Regions from separate parts of the Triticum aestivum genome. Here region 1 is linked to region 2. The links are chromatin contacts, called in public Hi-C maps. All regions are on one chromosome and are shown on one strand. Each heading gives the region's core, a stretch centred on a gene start, on an enhancer-like site or on the middle of the called end of the contact. The rest is flanking DNA. Distances are from core to core; before and after follow the strand shown. Region 1 holds the start of LOC123090985 (glycosyltransferase BC10). Region 2 holds the start of LOC123090984 (calcium-transporting ATPase 3, endoplasmic reticulum-type).

What was found. Hi-C and Micro-C count contacts between places; a contact is called where the count stands out from the background.
Region 1: a contact with region 2 is called in a Hi-C map of leaf, with 6 times the contacts expected there. The contact joins the promoter of LOC123090985 here to the promoter of LOC123090984 in region 2. A contact is called at or near these places in 3 of 5 Hi-C or Micro-C datasets (all in leaf).

What each region holds. Positions count from the first base shown.
Region 1 is chr4B:56,986,636-56,989,335 of IWGSC CS RefSeq v2.1, reverse strand. It overlaps LOC123090985 (glycosyltransferase BC10), which reads right to left and starts at 1,296. Exons shown (of 2, transcript XM_044512378.1): 1 at 503-1,296. The coding sequence starts at 1,039.
Region 2 is chr4B:56,745,823-56,748,522 of IWGSC CS RefSeq v2.1, reverse strand. It overlaps LOC123090984 (calcium-transporting ATPase 3, endoplasmic reticulum-type), which reads left to right and starts at 1,310. Exons shown (of 34, transcript XM_044512377.1): 1 at 1,310-1,486; 2 at 1,597-1,647; 3 at 1,735-1,768; 4 at 2,499-2,516. The coding sequence starts at 1,454.

The DNA.
Region 1 (2,700 bases), core at 47-2,546, 240 kb before region 2:
TGGTGGTCCATACTCACGAAGGTACCTCGCTGTACCTACATTTTCTCCTTAAATGCAAAAATGCACAGTTCTTTTGTATATTTAAAAAACAAATGTAACAAAGGAAGTTCAGAAATTTTCACTGTCAACAACTGTTTTAATCACCCAAGCTGGCAGGCGACATGTGAATTGATCATAGGTTCCTTACTGTAGTAACTAGTAAGTAGAACCACAGCTCAGTGTAATGGCTGAAACGTTGGGATTCAGTTACAAGTCTGTCATAGTATCACATATGAAGTCGTGGAGTAACACTACAGTACAGTACAGCTCAATGTGGTACAATCTTGGCAGTTGGCACTACGATTGAATATGGTTTGCTGTTGGTATCACTGGATCAGCATGAGTAGGCAGGCCACCTATCACACTGGAACGGTGTCTTGCTAAGTTGAGTATGCGATCACACTACTGGTCTACTACGGCATGAGGAGGCGAGGTCGAGCACGCGAGAGGGGAGCTAACTAACCTTACTGGGGATTTGCCGGTGGTAGAAGACGGAGTCTTTGGTGAAGTTGGCGCGGTAGGAGGGCAGGGCGTGGACGTAGACGGAGTAGCGGCCCTCGTGTCCCCGGAAGAAGCGCTCCCAGAGCGGCGCGAGCGGGAGCGGGCCGCGCGTGAGGAACATGAAGGCGACCTTGGGCACGCGGCGGAACGGGTAGGGGCGGACCCGCGGCGCGAAGGACGCGCGCCAGAGCAGCTCCTCGTCCGTCATCGCGTGGCGCGCGCGCGAGGGGGCGCGGGTCCAGCGCTCGAGCCCCTCCAGCGGCTGCTCCTCCCCCGCGCCGGCGGAGGCCCCGAGGCAGGGGCGGAAGATGGCCGGCGCGGCGGCCGCCAGCGTGTGGCGCGCCATGTACATGCCGGCCGCGGAGAGGCCGACGCCGAGCAGCAGGAAGCCGAGGAAGACCTTGAGCATCCCGGTGGGGAACACCCTCCCGCCGCCCTGCCCCGGCGCCCCCAGCCTCGCCTCCTTCATGTCCTCCATGGACGCCACCCGCGCCTGCATCGCGCCCGCCGGCCGGCTCGCGGCTGGTGGTGGTGCTGCTGCTGCTACCGGGAGCTAGGTGATGGAATCTGGCAGATTTGAGGCCGCGCGTGGCATGCTCCGGGCACGAGGCCGGGTCAGGGGCGCGCCGAATCGAGGGGCAACACGTAGGTTGGATGGGGGGCTAGATCTGGGGAGGGGCGGGCGGTGGTTGGTGCGGCGCGGACTTCGATTCGGCAGAGCGGCTGGTGGCGGTGGGGGACGGCGGTGGGGGGGTGGGGTGGGGGTTCTGGAGGGTGGAGGCCGCCTAGCCTAGGGGACGAGTAACGTCTCACGGGTGCGCTACTCAGTAACGGAGGAGGGAGCTGCGGCTGGGTGGACTGGGTCTACGGGAGCTGCGAAGGCGGGGAGAGGATTCTGTGCTCTATGGTACGGAGAGCGGTGCTTGAAGACCGGGTTCGTCGAGGTCTCGGGTTTGGCAGAGGACGGGAGAGATCTTTGTGTCTCGTGAAGTCGTGCGTGCTGGTCTCGTGGAGTCGTGACGACGTGTTGCCGTGGTTTCCGGTGGATCGCGTGAAATGCCCAATCCCGAGAGCGATGTTTGTACCACTACTCCTATCGGAACCGGAATTTCCTAACAACATCCAAGAAATATGGTCTCATGCGTCTCTAGAAATGCTCATTAGGGCATGAACCATGGAGGCGTCATGTTGGTGCTGCCTCACGCCCATCCAGGTAGATGAGGTTGCCAGTGAGATCTACATGCATCAAGATAGACAATAGTACTTTATCAATGACTATCTTTTCCTCCCCCCTCACTCTTCTGTTCATGCATTTTTCACCATCTTTCACCGGTTCATTATTTCTTTCTTTTTTTTCTCTCTCTTCTCTTTTCCTCATTTCTTCAATTTTTTGTAGGGAAGAGACCGGTTAACTTGCAAGAGGTAGCTTTCTTCTAAAAACAACTTAGTTAACCTCATTTGGATCCACCCGCAAAAAAAACTCGTTTGGATCACTGTGGATGATGCGATAATTGGGGCAGTTGTCCAGCGTGAAGCATTGGCCATGTCGAGTATTTACAACGGGAGTTGTCTAATTTGTCTCCCTATACGCATGTGACGCGTCTGGGCGTGTCGGCTGGAAGTGACCGGGCATACCCATTTGTATCACCCCACAACCACACCCCCGCCTTTCGGGTTAACTAATGCACCTCGCACTTTCATGAGATTAATGAATAAAGTTTTACGTGCCTTTGTTAAACGGTTTGTGATAGCCTATTTTGATGACATACTGATTTATAGCAAATCTTTGAAGGAACACTTGGATCATTTACGTGATGTTTTTATTGCTCGACGCGATGCACATTTGTTTGGTAAGCTTGGAAAGTGCACCTTTTGCACCGACTGAATACTGGCATGGCTCACGGAAAATTGAAGTTGATAAAGCCAAGATCGAAGCGATTAGCGATTGAGAATTGGCCGCAACACAAAACGGTCACATAAGTGTGGAGTTTTCTTGGACTCGTTGGATTTTATAGGCTTTTTGTGAAAGATTTCAGCATCATTGTTGCACCTCTCAATGAGTTTAGAAAAAAAAGATACTCATTTGTTTGGCCTACTGCACAGAAAGAAACCTTCACGATATTGAAAGATAAGTTAACACATGCTCCTTTGCTTCAATAT
Region 2 (2,700 bases), core at 61-2,560:
GCGGGTGGCGTCGGCGGCGACCGCAACATCTCTGAGCGGTAGGTGGCGGCAGCGGTCCTGGGCCAGCGCTTGGGCGGAGATGCTCCGCATAACCGGCGTCTGGAACCGCTCCATTCAGCCGTGCTCGAGCTTCTCTGTCGTTCCACATGACGGAGGCGGCGGCCGTGGTGTCGCAGAGCAATGGGTGGCGGCGGCGTCCCAGGTCCTACGCGCGAGCGGACATGCTATTTAAGAGGTTTTTTTCGTGAGATGTTATTTAAGACGGTCTATGTTTCTAAAGGAAAAGATTTTATTCTTTTCTATACAAGAATTTGCACCTTCATCGAGTTTATTTTTCACTTTAGTTAGTTGTGAGTGGTATCGCTTAAGTTTTCTTTCAACTAATTGATTGACATCGAAGAAAGGCCATCATGTCTCTCTTGCATTATTTATGAGATTACATCGAAGAAAGAGGCTCATGGACCCAATATGATGTTTCTTGTAATTAAAACAAAATACATCTAATTCTTAGATCATATGATTTGCTTCTCTTTTGGAATTGCTTTAATTTGGCCTTCCCATTAGATCGTCAAAACTTAAGCATGCTAGGGAATCATAGTGGTCAATGAAAATGTGAGAGATGGGAGAGGAGAATCACAGTGGTCAACGAAAACGAGAGATATGGGAGAGGAACTTTAGCGCTTTGTGACCTGCTCGTGGCATTTCTCGCCTTTTGCCCGTAGTAACACACGACCATTTTTTGCCGGTGTTGACACATGGTGAAGGTGGGGTGGGCATTATTCGGATTTATAGAAGAGGGCCACAACGAAAAATGTCCTGCTATGGCAGAAAGCTGAGCAGGAAAAGGAGAGTCCGACACGAAAACGAAAGAGTGCATGGTGGGATGGAGTTTTATGTAGGGCCCATGTGATCTGGATTTGGGGAAGTCCAGATTGTGGAGACAGTTGAACTTTGAAGAGCATGCTGGACACACGTACATGTCCGGACATACGAGGGTGAAATGAGTTTCAACCTTGAAGATGACCTTAACTATTTATTTAGTTCATTTACCTGCATTGCAGCCTGTGAAATTCCAAACACGCGGACGCATATTGTTATTATTATTGACATTTTTTTTTCCTTTTTTGGGTCATCCCCCCCCCCCCCCCCCCCCCCCCTCTTCATTTCGACACGTTTTGGCTAGCGAGAAGGCGAAGCAAAGCTAGGCTAAAAAGTGTGCATCACTTGTCTCGCACTTCACTTCCTCATGGCCCACGTGTTCCAGCGGCCGATCCGGAGCAGAGATCCCACGGCCACCTGTCCTCTGACCAGCAAATCACACCGTTGCTACCAATAAAACACCCAAATCCAAAACCCGAGCTGAGAAAATCCGGCCGCTTCTCCCTGGCCGCGCCGCCGCGATCACTCCCTCCCCTCCGCCCCCTCCCCCTCCCACCCGTCGGCGCCGCCGACCATGGAGGACGCCTACGCCAAGTCCGCCGCGGAGGTAAGCCCCCGCCGCCACATCTCGGCCCCGTCTCGCGCCATCGCTTGACCTTCCCTCCTTTCGCCGCCGCCGCCGCCTCTCACGGATCTGGTCGCCGCCCTTCCTCGCAGGTGCTCCAAGCGTTCGGCGTGGACCGGACCAAGGGCCTCTCCGACTCGCAGGTGCTGCTCCGAGCCGTCCGCGCTGTGGTTTTTGGTCTGGGTTACGGGGAATGGGGGGCTGATTTGGTTTTTGGCTTGTGTGGGCAGGTGGAGCAGCATGCCTTGCTTCACGGCAAAAACGGTGAGGAACTTCGTGCTGTCCAATGCTTTTTCATTTGCTTATTGTCGCCGAACTGCTTGTGTTAAAGTAACAAATGGAGAGAAGGATATGGGGTTTTGCTGAGTGAGGAAGTTTTTCAGACGAGGGATTGTTTGATTCCTGTGCACCAACCTCGAAATGTATTCTATCCAAATTCATCAGAATAGGGCTTTTTATTTCGCACACGGCGGCTATCTATAGTTCTATATTTTGTCAGCATTGATATGCCCTCTGCTTTGGTGGTTAAGTCCTAGCCACTAGAACCATCTAAAACCAGAGCATTTCTAAATGAGGAGATGTGCTTTGCATGAATGTGCTTGGTGACTTTTTTGTAATACTAATAACGGGGAACGGCCTCACACCCTTATAACTTGCTGAGGTTATCCGACAAAAAACATTTTGTCACGGATGTAATGCCATAACCCGCACGTATCGACTTTTGTAATCCCTGAATGAAATTTGGAAGTCACCGTGATGCTGATTTAACTGAATTGATACAGCTTTCATACTTTGGATGTAGTTCAGATCCCTACCATTTTCTCAGTAAAATTTGAAAGCTTCAGTCGAGACCCCTGCACAATTTTGAGGGCAGACATATTTATGTTGTCATCTAATTTTGCATTGCGGTATTCATACATTTTGATTCTTGTTATCATTATTGTGGCCTCTAACTGATTGCTGCACTTTGCTTTCGTGCATGGATGATCTGCAGTGCTGCCCCAAGAAGAAAGTAAGCTATCAGTTCTAACTTCTAATGTTCATTTTACATGTGGCAACACATTTCATATTGCCTGTTACACCTTTTCTCCAAAGTGTTTGCCGTCAGAAGATGTTGGTACTTGGTATTACATTGTCTCTGCCTTACTCATCTACCCTTTCTGAATAACTGAATATAAGTCAACCATGGATTGACA